Linked DNA regions of Sus scrofa: region 2 is linked to region 1. Evidence: chromatin contacts called from public promoter capture Hi-C data. All regions are on one chromosome and are shown on one strand. Each heading gives the region's core, a stretch centred on a gene start, on an enhancer-like site or on the middle of the called end of the contact. The rest is flanking DNA. Distances are from core to core; before and after follow the strand shown. Region 1 has its middle 8.3 kb from the start of MIR181C. Region 2 holds the start of IER2 (immediate early response gene 2 protein).

What was found. Promoter capture Hi-C pulls out the DNA fragments that hold promoters and counts their contacts.
Region 2: a promoter capture Hi-C map of fetal liver shows a contact between it and region 1, with 2.3 times the contacts expected there. The contact joins the promoter of IER2 here to the enhancer-like site in region 1. A contact is called at or near these places in 1 of 5 promoter capture datasets (fetal liver), 9 of 47 Hi-C or Micro-C datasets (alveolar macrophages, embryonic fibroblasts, heart right ventricle and 6 more) and 2 of 2 datasets of contacts at active chromatin or transcription factors (alveolar macrophages and skeletal muscle).

Annotation. Positions count from the first base shown.
Region 1 is chr2:65,284,893-65,291,840 of Sscrofa11.1, reverse strand. No RefSeq gene overlaps it. Among named protein-coding and RNA genes, the nearest start is that of MIR181C, 8.3 kb to the right of the region's middle. Within about 2 kb of position 3,585, at least 48 of the 83 cell types and tissues checked have an H3K27ac peak or open chromatin away from gene starts, as enhancers often do. A contact at or near this core is called in alveolar macrophages, embryonic fibroblasts, fetal liver and 6 more, where this site is marked.
Region 2 is chr2:65,908,721-65,915,668 of Sscrofa11.1, reverse strand. It overlaps IER2 (immediate early response gene 2 protein), which reads left to right and starts at 3,178. Exons shown (of 1, transcript XM_003123342.4): 1 at 3,178-6,031. The coding sequence starts at 4,384. The coding sequence ends at 5,049. It overlaps STX10 (syntaxin-10), which reads right to left and starts at 1,537. Exons shown (of 8, transcript XM_003480777.4): 1 at 1,359-1,537; 2 at 950-1,119; 3 at 680-774; 4 at 542-604. The coding sequence starts at 1,393.

The DNA.
Region 1 (6,948 bases), core at 2,336-4,835:
CACATCTGTGACCTACACCACAGCTCACAACAATGCTGGATCCTTAACCCACTGAGCAAAGCCAGGGATCGAACCTGCATCTTCACGGATATTAGGTTTGTTTCCACTAAGCCACAATGGGAACTCCCACTTTCTTTCCCTTTTTTTTCTTTTTTTTTTTAGAAATTTTTAAAGTGACACATGGGGAGTTCCTGTTGTAGCTCAGCAGTAATGAATCTGACTGGTATCCATGAGGATGTGGGTTCAACCCCTGGCCTTGCTTAGTGGGTTGAGGATCCGGCGTTGCTGTGAGCTGTGGTGTAGGTGGCAGACACGGCTCGAATCCCCTGTTGCCGTGGCTGTCCTGTAGGCTGGCGGCCAGGGAACTTCCATATGCCACAGGTGCAGCCCTAAAAAGCTTAAAAAAAAAAAAAAAAAAAAAAAAAAAAAGACACATGTGGCAGCTCACGTTTTGGCTCATGGTTTATTTTATGATACTCCTGTTGGAGAGCGCCTCGCTTGGCTCCCTGCCTCTGTTTCCTTCCTTAGCATTTAATTCTCCAGGGGTTGCCTGATCGCACCATTGACAAGTTGCTGAGTCAGGCCAATTTCCCCAGTCACTGCTGTCCTTGACCTCTATATAGAATCTGTCACCTTTACCACTCCCTCCTTGGCCACAGGACACTACATTTTTCTGACGGCCCTCCTCCATCTTTGTGCACTGCTTCTCAGATGCTCTGTTCCCCGGGCCCAGCTTTGGTCACCACATATGGATGACTTCTCCCCATCCCTGAGTATCTCCTCCTGGGTAGCCCACAGGTGCCTCTAACTCAACCTACCCACCCTTCCTCCTTGGTTCCTCGGCTCCCACACTTGGTCTACCTCGGGGACCTGTCCACCCAGCTTCCTGAAACTGCCCATTTCCACCTGTCCCCTGGGCCTCTGTCCCAACCCAAGCCAACGGATAGCCATACTGGTCTCCCCACTGGCCCTCTGTGTCCACCCTTGTCCTGGTTGATTCAGGCCGTGGTTGCACACTGTACACATTTGTCAAAACTCATAGACCTGTATAAAGGTTGAATTGTCCTCTCTGTAAATGATACCTCAATAAACCTAACTAAAAATAAAAACCTGGAGTTTCCGTTGTGGCTCAGTGGGTTAAGAACCCGACTAGTATCCATGAGGATGTGGGTTTGATCCCTGGCCTTGCTTGATGGGTTAAATATCCAGTGCTGCTGCAAGCTGTGGCATAGGTTGCAGAAGCAGCTTGGATCCTGCATTGCTGTGGCGGTGGTACAGGCCAGCAGCTGTAGCTCTGATTCAACCCCTAGCCTAGGAACTTCCATGAGCTGCAGGTGCAGCCCTAAAAAAGAAAAATAAATAAAAATAAAAATACCCCACCCCCCCAAATCCTCCTGTCCTACTTATATCTAAACTCACTGGTCGTCAAGGCCCTTCATGACCTCACCTCCTCCACACCTTCCCTATACTCCCTTGTACTTCTGGCTTTCGGCACTGAAAACTCTTCACTGCAACCAGCTAACTAAGTGACTGTCCACCATGCCAGATAGTGGCAGGCAGGTGCCACATCTTTGTTGTTCCCCCAATGTGCCAGGAACATGGTAATTATCCATATGTCCATAGAACAGTCTAAGACTTTGCTGTCAGTGCTCCAGTGGTGATCAAGACAGAGCTTCCTGCCCTGAAGGAGCTGACATGTGACTACAGGGGTCAGACAAGAAACAAGAATATGCAGTAAAACATACAGTGTGTTCAAAGGTGATAGGGTGATGAAAAAAATAGAGCAGGATAAAGCAATGGGGTAAGAATTTAAATAAGGGGAACAAGGAAGGTTTCACTGAAGAGGGGATATTTAAGCAGAGACCTGAAGGAGGTAAAGGAGGTGGTCATGCAGGTGTCTGGGGAAGAGAGGCCTTGGCAGAGGGGACGGGCTGTGCAAAGGCCCTGAGGCTGGACCACGTCTGGTGTGTCTGAGGAAAAGTGAGGAGGCCCATGTGACTGAGCAGAGGAAGCCAGGGAGGGAGTGGGGGAGAGGCAGGGAGGGGACAGGATAGAGTGTGCAGGGTCTAGGGGAGGACTTGGGGTTTTGGTGTGAATGAAATGGAAACCATGGAGGGTTCTGAGCAGAGGAGGGACATGGCAGGCCCAAGGTGTTCACAGTTGCCCTTCCTTGGGCTGTAGTGGAACAGACTGTGTGAGGTGGGGGCAGGGAGAGCATGGAGGTGGCAATGTCCTAGGTCCAGGAGAGACACGATGAGGGCCGGACCTGGGTGGGGGCTTCTGGAGAAGGTAGGATCCTAGGTGCTGTTTAGAGAGGACAGTAACTGAATTTGTTAACAGATCGCATTTGTTTGTTCGTTTGTTTGTCTTTTGTCTTTTTAACGCTGTACCCGTGGCATATGGAGGTTCCCAGGCTAGGGGTCTAATCAGAGCTAGAGCTGCCAGCCTGTGCCACAGCCACAGCAATGCCAGATCTGAGCCATGTCTGCGACCTACACCACAGCTCACGGCAGCACTGGATCCCCAACTCACTGAGCGAGGCCAGAGATCGAACCCACAACCTCATGGTTCCTAGTCGCATTCATTTCTGCTGCACCAAGACATGAACTCCAGATTGCATTTGGTAGGACAGGTTTTGGCCCAAGCTGGAAGAACGCAGTTGCCATTTCCGGAGACGGGGAAGATGTCTGGAGAAGCTGGTTTGTGGTTGAGGGAACAAGCTCCCAGCCCAGGGCCTCGTTTGGACCTGGAGCGTTCCTGCCCAGACTCCGGTTGGGTGCGGAGGAAGGTGTCCTCCTAGCCTGGGCCTTGCCTTCTCGAACTTTCCTCTTGGCTGACTGCTGGGTGTGCCAGCTACACACACATCTGGGCACACACGGGCACCGCCCAAGACCCCACTGCAGGGCATCCCCCTTCCCATGGCCACAGCCTTGGCAGGGGTGGTCCCTGGGGGTTGGGGCTTGGGGGGTTGACGGAGCTGAGAAGGGCCTTCTTGTTGACACACCCACCAGGCCTACATCTGGTCCTGGAGGAGACCCCCAAGGGGACACGAGGTGACATGGGGTAGGAAATCTCTCAGGGGGTAGGTTCAGGAAGGGCTGCTGCTGAGTCACAGCCCTGGGTCCCCTATGAGTCAGCACTGGCAGGGGCCCCAGGAACTGGGGGCTGGGGTGGGGTGGGGAGGACAGTTCCCACGCCAGAAGGAACCAGGAGGTTTGGGCACTGGGGCTTCCCCCACTGCCCCTCCCATCCTGTGCTGGACTCCAGGGGATATTCAAAGGACTTTAGGGTGAGGGTGGGACTGACCACTGGGCTGGGATCCAGGAATCCTCTCTCCTGGTCTGACCCAGTTCAGGAATGCAGAGGCTGCCCGCCCAGCCTGTGTTGCCGCAAGTAGAGCTAGACATTAAGAGGGATCACGTGCCAGTGAGGCATTGCTAGGGACCTGAGTTCTAGGGGGCTTTATTCAAGAAACGCCTCCTTTCTTCTGGGGCCCCTGCATTTTTGGGGCCTCATAAGCTGGGGGTTGGGAAGGGCTGAGAGAAAGAGGAACCGAGAGCCAGCCTGCGCGAATAGGGGAGGGCTCTGGTGTCTGCTGCCCCCTGCTGCTGGATGCGGGAAGCTCAGCAGGCCGGAAGGCTGGCTGGAGGGCTTCAAGATAATCCTGAAAGGAAGATGGGTTAAGGCCGGGCCACAGGATCCCAGCTCTGCAGCCTACAGGCTGTGCCTCCCTGGGCAAGAGTCAGCTCCTCTCTGGGCTTCAGCTACCCATCTGTGAAAATTACAATATCCACTTCATTGGTTTGCTGGGAAGAGTCTGAGATGATTTGAGTGGAATGAATAAATGTATATTCCAAAGACATCCCCTCCTGCTTTTCAGTTAGAAGGGGGAGGATACACAAAAGACACCAACAAAGCTGTCCCCACCCACGGAGGCACAATTACTATTTACTCTCATCCTCTTCCTTACATGCCCCTCCCCTCCAGGGAATCACCATCCCAGTGGGAGAAGTCAGGTGTAGAGTAGGGTTGAACCCCCACCCTCCTAGGCCAGTTGGAGCTTGGCTTTCTGGGCAGAAATCTAAAGGAAGTGGGGAAGGTATGGGAAAGGGAGACTTGGAGAAAGGAGAAACTGAGGCAGGACAGTGGTGAGGGGACCAGAATTGAGGGACATGACCAGGTGGAGAAGGACCATGGCCCCACAAGGGTTAAAGCCTGGGCTTAAGGGGGCGGGGGGAGCTCGAGGGTTTCCTTTACCCTCTCCAGGACTGGAGTGGGGGGTAGATCAATAAATAGAATGAGAAATCTGTCAGCTCAGTCCTGGCCAATGGGAGCCACATGGCACCACAGTCTGCCCTGAGGTGACCTCCTTCCACCAGCCACGGTGGCTACAACAAGCAGGGGCTGTTGTAGGGAAGCATATGGGGGGATCTGTGTGCAGATCCCTGGAGGAATCCTCAGCCAAGGTACTTTCCTACTGTGCATGCCCAGGTACCTGGGTGTGTGTGTGGGAGGGGGCTCTGTGTAAGCATCTCCAGGAGATCAGGAGAACCCCAACCGTTGTACAACTTTTGAGTCCACCTGCTTTATGTGACCTGTGTACCTGGTCTGAGTGTGTGCCTATACCAGCTGGTACTAGGTACACACATCCTCAAGTGTCCCTGTATTTCGTGTGTCCTTATGGAGCCCTGTGGCCCCAGGGCCCTGTGCTAGGGGGTTGCAGGTGTGTGTTGGTTCTATGAATTCCGGTGTGACTCTGCACTTTGTACATGAGTGATTGTGCATATGTTTGAGTGTCTGTGAACTTTGCGTGTCTGTGTGTGCCTCTGAGACCACATACCTGACATGTCTCTAGGGGTGTGTTTCTGTTCTGTGTATATATCCATGTGTTGTGTCTGTGTATCTGTGTGTGTTGAGCTCTTGTGCATCAGGGTGATCCCATGGCTGTGCACCTGATGAGTGGGGGGGGTATGTTGGTTCTATGTTTACACCTGTATGTCTGTATACCTTGTGTATGCCCCTGGGGCTTGTGCGTGTGTCAATATTTTTTGTGTGTTCCCTTGGGATTCTCTATGTACTATATTTCAGTTCTGAGGACTTCCTCCTATCCCTCGGATGTGGTGTGTTATCTTGCATGTGTCCGTGTGGCCTTTGGTGTCCCTGCCTTTATAGCTGGGTTTTAAGGACATCCTGGTGTGGCTGGTGCCTCTGCCTGTCTTACTATTCCCTCCCTTGGGTTTGTGTCTGGAAGACCCCTGCACACCCTTCCCTGTGTTTGTGGTTCGCATGCCTTTGTGCGCGTGTGCTCCCCCGTGCGCCTTTGAGGTCTGCGTGCATCTGGGTTCCAGCGTGCGCCCGCTCGAGCCCCCGTGTCCCCGTGTCCCCTGTGCGGGGGCCCGGGAGCTGCGTCCTGGAGCCCTATGGGCATCCCTGCTTTCGTTCCCCTGAGCCTGGCAGGAGGCCTAGGGGCGCATAAGGCCGCGGCTGGACCCACCGCCCGGCACGGCGCGGGGAGGAGGGAGGGGGGCGGCGGCGGCGGCGGCGGGAGCGCGGGCACGTCACCGAGACAGACAGGCGGGCGGGCGGGAGGCGGCGGCCGCGGGTTCGAGCCGGCGCCGGAGCCCCGCGGCCCCCTCCCCCTGCCCGGGGCCGGGGGAGCCCCTGGCCAGCCCGGGAGCCGCCAAAATGCAATTTCCCGTGCAGGCGCCTCGGCTCGGGGGGCTTTTCCGGGCAGGTTTTGGACAGAAGAGGGGAAACACGGCGGCGGCCCAAAACGAGGTGAGCTCGGGCGCCCGGCGGGCCGGGGGCGCGGGCGGGGCGGGGGCCGCCCGCGGGGCGGGGGTTCGGCAAGACGCGGCGCCGGCGGGACCCGGCCGCAACCCCTTCGCGCACCTGCTCGCGGCCGGGGGGCGGGCGCCCCGGCCTCTGCAGCCCGGCCCTCCATTGTTGCGGCGGCTGGGGAAGGGGGGCGGGGAGGCCCCGGCGGCATCTCTGCGTCTGGCCTTCCCCGTGAAGGGGCCCCCGGGAGGACCAGCTACTCCCCCACCCACGGGACAGGCCCACAAGTCCCGAGCGGGGGCCGCCGCGGGGAGGGCGGGCCGAGATACCCCCTTCGGCGGGGACCCGTGACGAGGGTCGTAGGAGCAGCGGTGCCCAGGCTGCCTGACACCTGACCGCAGGAGGCCCCGGGACAGGGCGGCGGCGAGCTTTGTTCTTGGGGGCGCAGAGTGGGTGGGGGCCTCGGATATCCAGGACCGGTAGGGGCTCCGGCCCGGTGCGGGCATTCGGGAAGGCGCTCCCGGCCAAGTTCATGGGCATGCAGGCCTGCGCGGGCCCTGCGAAGACCGATCCCGGCAGAGGCCCCCGCTCCGGCCTGGCTGCAGCCGCGGGCCCGGGACTGCAGCGGCGCCGCCTGCCGGAACCCCGGCGCCCTCCGCGGGCTCCCCGCCGGCCTGTCTTTACGGCCCCCGCAGCTGCAGGGTATTTACTGGAGCCAAGGTTTGCTAATAGGAACACGCCCTCCAAAAGTGGTTATAAAAGGGAAAAATGGGCCAGAATCCCACTGGTGGGAGCACTTTTTAAAGGGCCAGGGCACTTTTCACAGAGACTTCGCCCTGGAGGGCATGCGGGGGAGGGGAGGGGGGGAATGGGTGTTGAGAGGCCACAGAAGATCCCCTCATTAGGTGATGGGAGCTGAGAAGTAACCCCCACCCCGCTACATTTCAGTTTTCCCAGTTCGCCTTTCCCACCCATTCGCCACCTCCCTGGACTGCTCACAGATACATTTACAGAGTCACAAATAGATATTCCCAAATCGCTGATGAAGACCCCAAAATTCACATCCTTTACTCAGACATACATCTCTGCATTGTTACTCACATCACCTGCAGGAATGCTGATGCACACATGCACACACACAGTCACCCATCATAACACTGCCACGTGGGC
Region 2 (6,948 bases), core at 1,929-4,428, 620 kb before region 1:
GGTGTTTCACAACATGCAGAGAAAGAACACACAACACAATGGGCAAAGGTGTACAGACAGAGACAGCAGGGAGAATGTGCACAAAACGTATGAGTGAACACACACCCGGGGCAAACACCCACAGAGGGAAATGGTGTGCATGCACAAGGCAGATGGTGAGTCCCCTTGGAGGCCAAGTTCACATGCTCAGAGAGGTCAGGTACAAACACAGATTAAAAGAAAAAAAAGGTAAGCATGTATCTTGAAAACAGTAACACAGTGAAAAAAGGAGAGGCCACCATTCACACACAGGAAAACAGTATAGACCGGTAGGAGAAGGCAGAAAGGATTATATACAGAGAAGAGAGCTCAGGTGTACACATCCAGAAAGAGCAGGCAGGTAGACAACTGCACACAGAGAAGATGAGCCGTGATGCAGAAGGGACAGACATACACATACACAGGAAACTGGTGAATGCACATGGACGCTTCAGGCTTGCATTCCAAGGAGAGGGTCACCTCTAGGGACAGAGGGTAAGGATGTTGGGTCAGGACTCCTTACCTCTCTATTATTCTTCTCCATGAAGGCTATGGCTGCGGGGCTGACCATATGGTCTTTCATTTCCTACGGATGAGGACAGCATCTGAATAAAGACACCACTACCTCCCCACAGTCACCCCCACGGCAAACTCTCTTCACCTGGACTGCTTCCCGCATCCTCTCCACAAACGCCTTTCTCTCCTGCAGGTCTCCGGCTGGGAGCTTGAACTTGCCTGGGTTGGCTTCCACAATGCGTAAGCCTCGATTAAAGAGTCAAGGCCAGACCAGGACAGAACACCCTCCTTTGCCTCAAAGCCCTCAATCGACATCTCCTAAGTGTCCAGCCTCCCCAAGGGCTGGCTCCCAGAGCCCCCTGCCACTGCAATGGGCTCTGCCATGCAGCCCTCCAGCCTCCCCCGCCCAGGATATCGATGGTCTCCTCCAGGTCCTCGAGGTCCCACTCGATGCTGCGCAAGCCATTCCTCAGCTCATTGGTCGTCCAGTCCAGCTCCTCGCGTCCCACCGCCGCGCCCTCCTGCAAGAGCTCGCACCACCGCTGGTATAGCCCACGGGCTGTGTTCACCGCCTTCTGCACCTCGCTGCAGGCAGGGGCACAGCGGGCACAGCTGGGGGCAGGCAGTCTTCCTGCCCATACTGCGCACCCAAACGAATTGGGGGCTCACGAGACCCTCATATCCCCCTGTGTACCCCTCCCACACGGCCACGGGGCAATCCCGACGGTGGTGCCCAGAATACCTGGCACGCTCCGGCTGGCACCCGGGCACTGGCTGGCAGGGGGACAGGACACCCTCTGCCCTCCCCCTTCGCTGTCACTCACCCTCGTACTACAAAAAACGGATCTTCGAGAGACATATCACGCCTCCCACCCGCCCGAGGCCGAGCCCCCTCCCCTCTCGGCCTTGGACGCAGGTTCCCTCCAAGCAATGCAGAACTCGCCGTCACCCACCCGCCCGCTCCCGTCACGTGACCCAGGCCACCAACGAGAGCGGAGCCACAAGGGGAGAAAGAGAGGCCTTAGAGGCCCGAAGTGTGGAAATTTCCGCTCTCTCTTCGGCCATCTTGGTTGTGGGCGGAAACGGCTTCCTGCCCGTACCTATTCCTCTTCGCATCTTGGTCCACAGATGTGTCAGTTCTGTCTGGCTGGGTTCGAGTCAGAGCTCCCTACGCCTTGGTTGAAGACCCAGGCCTTCGGATTGTTGCTGCGCAACCATGGTTTCCCTTCTGGGCAATATAAATAACAATAGTCTCCTTCAAATCCGGTCAGATTATGGCTGGGGAAGTGGCTCCTTCAATTAGTAGATCATCTTTATGATGCTCCTGCACCTAGATCCTGTCCTGGAAGATGGTTCCAGCCCAGGGTCAGGTGTGACAGGTTTGGGGAGCAGTATGGGGATGGGTGGTCTCTCCACCTTCCCGCGGGGCCAGGGTGAACTGCAGGCATTCTGTGACGAGTTCTGTTTGATTTACCCCTCCTCTTTTTTTCCTGCGGAGGAGGGAAGCATCCCGGGGCAGGATGGCCCTGGATGGGGGCCCTGGAAATGCTTCTGGAGGGTAGGATCTTTCTGGGTGCGACCTGGGGGTCGTGGGAGGGAGTGTGGTGGGGGCAACTCTGAAGATAGCCTGCAATGAAGTCCTTTGCGCGTGGAGTGGGACCAGGGAATGTCTGGAGAGGGACTCAGGGTGGCCGCCTGTGCGACAGAACCTTTATGTGTGGGGTCTCCGAGAAAGCATTTTTTTTTTATTGGTGGGGGGGACCGTTGCCCGAGTGGGGTCCTGATTCTTGGAGCGGGCTATCTTAAGAAACCCTCAGAAGGTCGCCCCTGTTGTGTGTCAGAGACAGCGCCTGGGCGGGGGATGTCGTTGTGGAGTTTCGTGGGATTGGGAGTGTGGGGGAGCGGGGATGAGGACGTTCTCAGCGAGTAATATATGGCAGGATCGCTGAATGGGAGCGGTTTTGGGAGAAGTCTTTTAGAAGAGAGAATAATTGACCCCCCCATGTGTCAGAGTTGGAGATGGGGGACCTGAGCGTGATCCAGAGGTGCAAAGGAGGATCACTTTAAGGGGAGGGGCAGGATCTCCATGGAGGGGACCAGAATGAGAGTCCTCAGGGAGTAGCTGCTTGAGTTGGCAAGGTCTTTGTGTAGATCTCTGGGATACGGCGTCAGAGTGAACAGTGAGGTAGCCCCTACACGCCAGCAGGGGCTTTTCTGGAGGGGCGTCACATCTTCCCGGTCTCCGGAGGGAAGGAAGCGAAACTTTCTCCTTCCTCTCTGTGGGCCGGGCTGAACGCCGCTCCGGAAACCGGGGGCTCCAGCCAGCCCTAGCTGCCGGGAGAGAAAGAGCGGAGGGGGCGTGTCCGGAGGCTAAGGCACCACCCCCGCCCGGAAGAAGCCCGTGGCTGTCCCGTATCGAGATCCGGGTTCCTGTCCTTATATGGGCAGCCGGAAGCGGCTCACGCGCACGCTCTACGTCATTACTTCCAAATTTAGTGGTGGAAGTCTAGCAGATCTCTTGGCGGGAAGGCTCGCGCAAGAGTTGGGGGCGGTGGAGCCTTCCCTTAAAGGGCCCGCACCACGAATGAATGGAACTATTCGAACCGTATTGCTTTTTTTTTTTTTTTTTTTTTTTCCTGAGTAACTGGAATTAGGTTTCCTTGGAACTGTAGTGCGAAGCGGAAGGTGGGGCGGCTGTTTTCTATCTGCTCTATTTCTGAGTTGTTCAGTTTTCAGCTTCTACCCCAACTCCGCCTCCTGGGGAGCAGAGGCGGAGCACCGCTGCGTCGTTTGGGGGGCCACAGCCACGTGCTCACTCGGGTTGTGTTGCGGCTGGGTACTCCGCCTTACGAGTTCCACGCCCACGGTGGATTTCGTGCCTAGGGAAACAGACGAAGTGGGAGGGTGATTCTTGCGGAGCGCAGAGATGGCAGCCTGGACTGCACTTGTGTCTGCAGACATCCGCCGCCCGTGGAGTGGGCATCTTTGCTCTAAGGCAACGCAACCAGCGTGTCCCGCCTTCTTACCGCTTCCATACGGAGGGGAATGGAGAGGGCTGGAGGCCCAAACGGTCTCGTTTCACCGCAGTAGCCCATTTATTTGTTTAGCAAATATTGGACGAATCACTCTTGTCTAGGTTTCCCCACCTGAAGAAATCAGATATAACTACCCTCCGCGGAGTGGAGGTGAGAGATCAATAACATATTTATGAAAGGAAAGACTTTAGCGCGTGGCACATAGTAAGTGCTTAATAAATGTTGCTAGCATCGTTATTAACAACAAAAAAACGTTAATTAAGAGACTGGTAGATGCTAGGCACTGTTCCCACGGGGGATGTACCGGCTGGAACCCGGGTCTTCCCAGGTGCGAAAGGAAACTTACAAGCTAAGGCCAGCTCGCTGGGCTCTACAGACGCAACCCGTGGGTCGGCCCTGAGCCCCACCTACGGCCCCCCTACACTGGGCCTGCGCAAGGATGCACTGGGGCCACTGAGAAAGGATACCGCCGGGAGAGGTCAGCTTGGACTGGGGAACGCTCACCCTCTACAAGTTCGGGTCCCTTTTCATCTCAGGGTAAATCCCACCCTGTCCCTTTAAGGAGTCTCTAGCCCCGCTGCGCTGCGGAAAGCCCGGATGCGGCTCTCTGATTGGGCGGGGCGTCTCCGTGACATCACACTGGGTACAAAAGGGCCCGGGTGGCGGGCGGCCGGGCAGAGCGTCCTACTAGTCTCTCAGTGTGGGTATCTCCGCAGAGAGAGGCGTGAACGAACGCATAGTCTGGAGTGCACCTGCCACCTCCCCTGCCCAGCCCAGAGTCCCCGCCAAACCTCGGTCCCGCCGTCGAGTCGTCATGGAAGTGCAGAAAGAGGCGCAACGCATTATGACCCTGTCCGTTTGGAAGATGTACCATTCGCGCATGCAGCGCGGTGGCCTACGGTTGCACCGGAGTCTGCAGCTGTCGCTGGTCATGCGTAGCGCCCGGGAGCTCTACCTTTCGGCAAAGGTGGAAGCCCACGAGCCTGAGGTGCCCTTGCCACCCGCCCGCTCCCCTGATCCTCGCCTACACCCACCGCGAGAAGCGGAAGCCGCAGCCAATGCAGCGCTCCCCGACGGTGAGCCTCCCTCTCCGGAACCCATGGACACGCAGGAGGCGCCGAGAATCGAGGAGACCCCTGCCCCCTGTGCCCCGCGCCCTGCCAAAGTCAGCCGCAAGCGGCGAAGCAGCAGCCTGAGCGACGGTGGGGACGCCGCACTGGTCCCGAGTAAGAAAGCCCGTCTAGAAGAAGAGGAGGAAGGGGCCCCTTCGGAGGTCCTCAATCGCCTGCAGCCCCCTCCGGCGCAAACGGAGGGCGCCTTCCCCAATTTGGCGCGTGTCCTGCAGAGGCGCTTCTCCGGCCTCCTGAACTGCAGCCCCGCCGCCCCGCCGACGGCGCCGCCGGCGTGCGAGGCGAAGCCGGCTTGCCGCCCGGCTGATAACATGCTGAACGTGCTGGTGCGGGCCGTGGTGGCCTTCTGAGGGCCCTCGAGCGGCGCTACCGGAGCCCAGAGCGCGGGCCGAACCGTCGGCCAGAGTGCGCAGACCCGAGGCGAGGCCCACCCCTACGGGAGCACCCTCGGAAACCGTGGAAAGGAGCCACCTCCCGGGCTGCCGAGAGGCCCTGAGAGGGACTCTGCCCCCGGGGAGCCGTCGCCACCTGTGTGCAGTCGCGGCACCGAGGAGCCTGAGCCGGGGGGCGCGGGCGCCTTGCCGCAGACCTGCCGCGCCCACAGGTGCTGTTTTAATGGACTGTGACGTGGACCTTACCCTCTCCTTCTGGAACTGGGAGAAGGGAGACTTGGTTCTTTAAATTCCTCAGGGTTGGACTTTATTTTTTACCGGGGGCTATGCCGCCCTTTCAAGGTTTTTCAATAGTAGGTGTTTGCGTTTCCAACCTCGGAGAATTCCAGGCACTCCCCTTCCCCCTCCAGTGACATACTTGTGCAAGCGGTCATCGTTGCGTCATGGGGCAGAAGTGGGGAGCTTCCTGTTGCCATGCGTGGGTGTGAGGCCTGGGAGGAGGATCTGGGGTGTGGACCGCCCTGGGGAACGGGAGGAGGGCGGCCTGAGTCACTTGGCCTCCGTGTGCTGCGGGTTATTGTCCCTTGCCCCTATGCCTTCGAGGGCGGAGGGCTGATCTAATTTCAGGTTAAAAATTTTCTCCTCTGGTGTGTTAGAGGTGGGAATATGTTCAGTCTCAAGCTTGACCTTCCCTCAGACACAACCCAAATGTTCCTGGACTGAATCACAAAAATGGGGGGAGGGGGTGCTCCGAGCGCTGTAAGGCTGAGCCGGGATCAGTTGCTGGTGAGACTGGGCCAGTTTTGGGGAGGGGGGGATTCCTACCAGGGCGTTCTGAGGTTCTGTTTACCTTTACTGTGGTGGATTTTAACTCCATCTATCTGGCCTTTTGCTAGAAACGCCAGGTAGGAAAAAATAAAGACCATTGAAATAAAAAGTCTGTGCTGCCTGTCTGGTTTTCTTCCCTGGCGGGGGAGGGGCAGGGTTAAGGGGTCAGGAACTGGCGGCGACTAGCTGGGGCCCCAGAAACCGGTCAGACTGGCTACCACGTGGGCAGAGTGGGCGGGAGGGGGCCGGGTCCATTTTCTTTGCCAGAGCACTTACTTCCGTGCTGGGCGCCTCGCCCTCCAAGCTTTCTTTAAACCTCACCTTCTGAGATTCCTTAGACATTCCACTATAATTCTGGCTAGATATGAGGGATTTCCGAGTTCAGCCGTTGGGGATGGGGGGAATACTGTTGGGTACAGTGCCCCAGCAGGGTTGGGGGTACAGGCCGCCTCTGGATACTTGAAAGATCTTTCCCAACAGCTCCCCCCACCCCCACCCCCCGCTCGATTAACTGAATCAGCACTGGCAGAGGTCCCGTGATTGGGGTGGAGCTGAGCAGGTGAGCTTTGGAGCGCCCTTTATGCTCCGTTCCAATCTAAGGATCGGGCGAAGAAGTAAGTGAGCTCCCAGCCTCAGTTTTCTCATCTGAGAAGTAGGCCTCTTCAGCTTCCCTGCGAGGCTGTAGGTTTAGAAGTGCCCGTGGGATCGGCCCCACCCCAACCTCAGGTTGGCCAGCCCAAGAGGAGAAAACCTTCAATTTTCCCCAAAGCTGATTAAGGAGGAGACGCTGTAGGCGTTGCTTCTGGGCGGGGGTGTGGGGGGCTGGGGCTGCTGGAGCACAAAGGAGCCGCAGGTGCGGGCAGTGAGGGCGGCGGGAGGCGCCGAGAAAAAGTCCGCCCCGCCTCCAGACGGCAGGCTCGGCCGCTGCGGGCCTCCCGAGACCCCTGGGGACCTGACCCCAAGGCTGAAGGGTAGAAGGAGGAGGAGGCGGTGGAGGGGACGGCCCCGCCCCAGGCTTCCCTCTTGCCG